Linked DNA regions of Hordeum vulgare: region 1 is linked to region 2. Evidence: chromatin contacts called from public Hi-C data. All regions are on one chromosome and are shown on one strand. Each heading gives the region's core, a stretch centred on a gene start, on an enhancer-like site or on the middle of the called end of the contact. The rest is flanking DNA. Distances are from core to core; before and after follow the strand shown.

What was found. A called contact is a pair of places that touch in the nucleus more often than the background predicts.
Region 1: a Hi-C map of leaf shows a contact between it and region 2, with 4 times the contacts expected there. The contact joins the promoter of LOC123440549 here to the enhancer-like site in region 2. A contact is called at or near these places in 2 of 6 Hi-C or Micro-C datasets (leaf and seedling).

Annotation. Positions count from the first base shown.
Region 1 is chr3H:551,969,534-551,973,310 of MorexV3_pseudomolecules_assembly, reverse strand. It overlaps LOC123440549, which reads left to right and starts at 2,466. Exons shown (of 3, transcript XM_045117114.1): 1 at 2,466-2,700; 2 at 2,824-2,929; 3 at 3,284-3,777. The coding sequence starts at 2,659. The coding sequence ends at 3,438.
Region 2 is chr3H:551,896,010-551,899,493 of MorexV3_pseudomolecules_assembly, reverse strand. It overlaps LOC123444954 (metal tolerance protein 5), which reads right to left. Exons shown (of 6, transcript XM_045121848.1): 5 at 2,712-2,945; 6 at 1,978-2,481. The coding sequence ends at 2,131. Among protein-coding and RNA genes, the nearest start is that of LOC123444954, 6.2 kb to the right of the region's middle. Within about 2 kb of position 1,808, at least 2 of the 3 cell types and tissues checked have open chromatin away from gene starts, as enhancers often do. A contact at or near this core is called in leaf, where this site is marked.

The DNA.
Region 1 (3,777 bases), core at 1,217-3,716, 73 kb before region 2:
TAGATGGACATAATGTTTCAACGTTCATGAGGATTGCGGTTCTTTGTATTTAATAGAGAGAAGAGTTTGTTGCAATTTTTTCAAGCCGGCGCTACAAGATTGTCATCGCCACCTACACTCTGGGACTTACATATTGAACTACTCTCGATTTACTCCGTTTGAAGAACGAGCTAGCTTTCACACATTGAATTCAGCCCTCGCTCAACCCGCAGTGGTCAACGAGGTGGCACAAACTCTTTCAAAGATCATGGTGTTCTTTCCTAGCCAGACCGCCCTCAACCCAGCCACGACAAGTGATGAGATCTCGTAGCGGAAAGGTCTCGCGGATGCCTCCACCACCGTAGGTTACCCGTCTATCATATGGATATTATATGTTGTTAAATTGCACGAGGGCAACGTTCGAAAGATCCATGGAGCCACATCACCTTGAGATATACACAATGTAGAATCGATTGTGCAAGTAATCATAATTCACCTTTTTATCCATGGCATTGTGTATTGTTCCATTCTCACTGACATACTTGTCCCTCCATATTAAGAACATTGGATGTTTGGATAATTCAAGGCTAGAACGACACAACGGTAGAGAAATGGGATGTATTAGATGGTTTTTTCATATGTCCAACCTTCCTTATACAAGTGTAGTCTCAACTCTATTGGAGCTACAAGTAACAAGAAGGATCGCATTGAGGGAGGCTACTATAAGACATGTGAAGGATTATTGATTTGGCTATGTTGGGATAGGGACATTTGTGGCATCGACAATACAAGTCAATGAAGTCAAGGGCCAGGCAACGCCGAACAATTAGGATGGTTTATGACATTTTTCTATGCTTTCTGCCATAGGGGGTGGTTTAGTATGGTCAATGTCAAGAGAACGCATGAATTCAAAAAATAGTGGACCATGATATAATGGAACACTACTCTGGTAGAACACATCGCTTGAAGCTTACAATTTTGCTAACTTACCAAGGAGACTATTTTCCTGTTTTGGGTGGAAATTTGGCTGCTCCTTTGAGTTGGAAATTATTCCATCTATACAAACGTTGTTGTATAGCTTCTTTGGACAACGGGATATTGGAAATGTAAGAATAGATATAAGAAAAGACGACCCAAATGTCATGTGTTATACATACAAAATCCAACAACATTTTCAAACACAAGAATTTATAGTGGTGCCTCTGGATAGTCCAAACAAAATAAGCAATAACATTTAGAGGAACTAGGAGAGGAAGAGAGAGTCGAGAGAGGTAGAGTTTTTTAGATCATGTTAATTGGATTTCCTATTGAATTGACGCATAGGAGGAATACATTCTGTAGGGTTTTAATTTCAAATACATATGAGAACCAGGCATAAGTAGGTTCCTTGTGGTGGAACGTGCCCATCTAGGTTCAATCCCCACCTAGGTTTAAATCCTAGACTTGGCACGGGTGCTTAGATATTCCAAAATTTATTTTAGTCATTTTGACACTATTATTTCAGGTTTAATCTCTCCGGGTGCTCAAGAAAGTACGGTGTGCATGCACGCATTCATAACAGTGGGTGTACAGTTAGCACATACGTTTGTATTGTGTTTCTAAGAAAATCAAGATTTCATAATCTAAAGGGCCCTCACATGATAATGAAATCCTTAAGACTGGATTTCTCCAAATTTTAGTAAATAGGATCGTTAAAAAAGCATCTATAGTGTGTGAAAAACAAAATATAACGATTTCTTAGACCAGTTAAGTGAAATCCATATGAGATCCCGATGTTTGTACTAGTTGGACCCCACTCACCCAAGTTCATCAATTGTCCCCGAGTTTCTTTTTCTTTCCTGATCTTAGTACTTTGATGTCCGCGAAATGGTCGAATTTTTTCAAACCATGCAGGAGAACTGCATGTATTGAACTAAACGTGGACAAAAATAGGTGTTTACAACCGTGGTTACATCTTACATGACCAGCATCAAAGCCATTAGAAACCTAAGGGGAAACAGCACCTAAAAGTAAAATGAGGAAAAATTGTACGAAACTGAGAAGCGACCACAACTGGCGACTTTGCAGACTCTGGCCTCATCTTTCACTCGATCTACGAATCTTTGGAGCGGCGTGAATCTATTAAAATGGCCGCAATCTTGATGGATTTTGGTGAGCTACGACCGAACGGGTGGGAATTGATAAAAGGCAAGAAAATGCCGCGCTTTCTCTGCCCTTTATTTCGGAGGACCGCGCATCGGACGGTCCCAAAACCCCCATTTCGCGTGGAAGGGACGGTGGATCGACCAAACCATGCCGAAACAAAACGAGAGCCGGACGGACAGAGAAGAGAGGGTAAGGCAGAGTGGCGCGGCGGGCCCCAAAAAATCCCCGCCATCACCTCTGGACGAATGGGGATGGCGCGCCCACGTGACCGCGCAGCCCCCACACGCTGACATGTCCCTCTCCTAGCTCCCCCTCGCCTATTTCTACCTCCCTACACCGCCGGTGGTGTTACCTGTCACGCTCCCGTCAGTTCACTCCCCGCGATCCCGGCCGGACGCCATTAGCAACAGCCACCACAGCTGCTCTCAGCGGGCGGGCTTCGATCGGCTTCTAGCTATCTCTCCTGTCCTGAGGAAGCTCTACCACCTGCTCTTCCCTGAATTGGGTCTTGGTGCGCTCGTCGACCGGATCGCCATGGCCGACGACTCGTCGTCCCCGGCGTCCTACATCCGGCTGGTACGTTCGCGCAGCATGACGGTGATCTGATTGAGAACCTATCTGCACACGCCATTTTCCTATTGCTGATTCAGGATTGGCCATGTGTGTGCTGCATCCGCATCCGCGGCGGCGTGCATGCAGGTGCAGCATCTGATCGAGAAGTGCATCTGCTACGACATGGACAAGGAGGAATGCGTGCAGGCGCTGGAGAAGCACGCCAACATCATGCCCGCCGTCACGTCCACTGGTAATGCCTCCGTCCACCCCTCGCATTGCTTTGATCGGCGGCTTCGATGGTTACGAGGCGTAGACACGCAGAGTTTGCCATCGATCGCTCCACTGCCTTAATTTCTGGCATTTGCGTATCTGCATCACTGCATGCATGCAGAGGAAGGGAGATGTTCTTCCGCCCTACGTTCTAGATGGGATGGGCCTAGCTAGAAATTCTTTGAGGGTTTGCATCTCCGGGCTAAGCAAGGCTAGCTAGCTAGCTTTGATCGATCAGCAATTCAGCATGTTAAGTTGTTTAGCCAGTAAGGGGCTTATGGATTCAGATGTCCTGAATTAAGACTTCTAACGATCTGCTGTACGTGGGCAACAGTGTGGAAGGAGCTGGAGAAGGAGAACAGGGAGTTCTTCGAGACGTACAAGAAGGACCGAGGCGGTGAGTCGCCGTCGCACAAGGGCAGTCCCTCAGACCAGGCGTCCACCTCAAGGAACACAGACGACAACGACAACAACGACAACGACGACTAGAGGCCGACGGGATCCATGCATATATGCACAAAACTAAAATATACAGTATGATGGTGTGTGTGTAAATAAATCGTAGCTAGCCACGCCACGGACGTACCCCTGCCGCTCAGCTCCAGCCGGATGATCCACCGAGCAGCAAGCATACATTCAGCCGGTTGGTCCAAAATCGAAAAGATTCAGAATCACCAATCCACCGGGGCGTCTCGAATCTTGTATGCATACTAGTATGCCATGTTGTAAACGTGGAGGTGGGAAATAGACGTCCGGTGGAGACGACCAGACGTACGCGCGCGCGTTTGCGGCCTGTAATTTGTACCCATCTGTACATACCCCCACATC
Region 2 (3,484 bases), core at 559-3,058:
TCTAAAATATATCTACATACATCCATATGTAGTCCAATAATGGAACCTCTAAAAAGAATTATATTTAGTAGCTGGTAGTAGGCTATGAACTGATCGTCTTTGTTTCTCGTTGCTGCTTCATCAATAAAATAAGGCTGGGAAACCCCTCTTTCAAAAAAAAAATGTTCATTGTATCCTCGACGCCCACTGTGAAAACTTCACTGGCTGGCCAGCGGCCAGTGATGGGAAATCATCAGTGATCAGCCAAACAGCATGTCTCACAGGGACAGAGATCAGGTGACATGTACGTTTTGCATGTCATCGTTTTGCATGTCATCGTGTGCCTTACTGCCTAAATTCAAATTTAAACACTACTAAAAAATCTGAAAAAAAACATGCATGTTCACAGCACATATTAAGATAACCCCTAAAAAATTCAGATCAAAATTCGAAATATACATCGAGAAACAAAAAAGAGAAATCTCTCATGAATAGTTCGCGAATGGTTCTCTGTAGGCTATTCACATCTGAGTTTCTCTTTTTTGTTTCTCGATGTATGTTTCGAATTTTGATCTGAACATATTAAGAGTTATCTTAATATGTGTTGTGAACATGCATGATTTTTTTTAAAGTTTTTTACAATGTTTAAATTTAAATTTAGACCGCAAGACACACGGTGACATGCAAACGTGATCTCTGTCCGTTTCACAGTCCGAGGTATATCAGCGATGATATCTTTTGGCCGATACTGAAATACATATGCAACGTCGGTGAGATGACAACTTAGAAAGGCACAATCAACATGGGCATCGCCATATCTGGCACAGTCCCAGGTAAATCAGCGATGATATCTTTTGGCCGATACTGAAATACATATGCAACGTAGGTGGCATGACAACTTAGAAAGGCACAATCAACATGGGCATCGCCATATCTGTCACTCCAGTATGCGCATTTCAATTAGGGGCGTTCACCGGGTGATTTTTAAAAATTATCCGTCACCTAGTTAGCCGTCAGATGCCGATCTAACGTCCCGCATCTCCGCTGCATGGTCAGTAGTTATTTCCTGAAACGACGCTCAAGTTACGGAAACTTTCGCTTTGTCGCAAGAAATAAACTTTGGATCCGTTAATTCCTGAAACAACGGTCAAGTTTCAAAAACAATTTGCTTGTTACAGATTTTTTTTTCTTCGTCTTCAGGAATTTTTGCAACGAAAGTCACGTTGCAGAAGCACTACCCAGTCGGGATCCATGCTCGACGGAGAGTCAGGCACGCGAGCTCGCCTTGGGATGCTGCAGGAACAAGCAGGGAAGCTCCCCGACGACGGGATCTGACCAGGGAAGGCGAGATGCCGATCTAACGTCCCGCATCTCCGCCGCATGGTCAGTAGTTATTTCCTGAAACGACGCTCAAATTACGGAAACTTTCGCTTTGCCGCAAGAAATAAACTTTGGATCCGTTAATTCCTGAAACAACGGTCGAGTTTCAAAAACAATTTGCTTGTTACAGATTTTTTTTTCTTCGTCTTCAGGAATTTTTGCAACGAAAGTCACGTTGCAGAAGCACTACCCAGTCGGGATCCATGCTTGACGGAGAGTCAGGCACGCGAGCTCGCCTTGGGATGCTGCAGGAACGAGCAGGGAAGCTCCCCGGCGACGGGATCTGACCAGGGAAGGCGGCGTGGTCCCGTTGCTTGCCGGACTGGAGAGGAGGCTGGTCCCGTTGCTTGCCGGACTGGAGAGGAGGCTGGTCCCGTTGCTTGCCGGACTGGAGAGGAGGCTGGTCCCGTTGCTTGCCAGACTGGAGAGGAGGCGGCCAGCGAGCTCTTGGCTTGATCCAGTGGAAGTCGATCGTCTCCACGCCTGGGTTCCCTCCTTTTGCGGTCAACTACTTCTAAGCTGCATGAACAAATTGTTTTAGGAAAACGGTCACGGCTCGTCCGTCCGGCCACGTGGCAAACAAAGGTGGCAGTGGACGCGATAGCAGAATCAGCCGGCTGGAAGGTAACGTTTCCCTTTCAATTGAGTGCTGCACCCGCAGGTTTTTCCGCGAGGCTGACGAACAGCTGATTTCTGAAACCATTGACGCTAAAAATAAACAGCTTCAGCCTTTAATCTGTACAGAGCTGCACCCACTGCCTGAACCTGAAGCTACTTGTCATGGGACAGAGCGTGCTCGGGCCGATGTGTGAACTCATAGTCGAGGTGGACGAAGGCGCGCTCGATCTCGGGCAGGCACTCCAGCTTCTCCTGCAGGGCCTCACCGATGTCGTGCGCCTCCTTCAGCGGCATGCCCGCCGGCAGCACAATGTCCACCTCCACAAAGTAGTGCGAGCCGAACGTGTAGGCGCGCACCGTGTCGATGTGCCTCACGGCCTTGTGGTGGTTCCAGCATAGGTAGGTCAGCTTCTGAAGGTACTCTGGCGAAGCCGACTGCCCGACAAGCGAGTGAACGTTTTCCAGCACCGTCATCGACCATGTCCTGATGGTGTAGATTGCTAGCTGCAAATGAAGAACCAACTCATGATTAATATTTTTCTCTGAAAATCAACTGTTAATTTCAAAATAGCACACTGTCCGCTCTTTCACTCGTGTTATTCGGTTGTCGTCATTTTTGGAGCCAGGCAACTGAAGGAAGTGATCAATATTGGGATGCAGCTTCGGATACAGAAGGAAGAAGAGATCAATTGCCATGAAAATAAGACAGAAGAGAGGGAAGGGGAACCACTTACAATAATTGCACCGACTGGGTCGATCCATCCTTCAAAATAATTTGCTAGTAGTGCAGCCACAAGACCAATTATATTAGTGATCACATCGAAAATGTGATCCTGTGCATAAGCCTTGACAATTTCATTGGTGAATGTGCGGCAATATAAAGCCAGGGCAAGTTTCACCAGCGTCACTGAGAGCATGATGTCCACAACCCACTTTTCCTGCTCATTTGTCAAACTGAATTCACCTCCCTAGAAAATGATAGGATAATATGAGCAAACAAAATTTATAATGGAAGAACTAAAGTTTGTATCTAAGAGTCATAGTTCCAGAGTAAGGGATACATAGATGTGGTTCAAAAGGGAACTGCGCAGGAACAAAGGTTTTGCAAACTATATTGATAAAAAAGGTACTCCCAGACCTACATTTTTCAGAGGGAACTGTGCAGCAACAACAGTGGTTCAAAAGGGAGAATTTCAGAAGCTCACATTACAGCTGCCATGGCCTACATTTAGCTAATTATTTGCCAGACCAAAAAAAAAAAGAGAATGTGATAAGTCCGGGTACAACGTAACAAGAAAAGGTTTAGTAGGAAAAGTATAGTGCTTATAGCAAAATCTTTATTTTCTTTTAAGGAGCAGAGTTGGCAAAAGCACACTGGTCATGGCAACTGGGAAACTTAACTAGCCAAAATCAACACAAGGCTTCTGTCTTCACAATAAGGATACAGATCAAGGCTTTGACGAAGAATTACTCTATTAATAAATGGTATCTATGATACAAAACCACG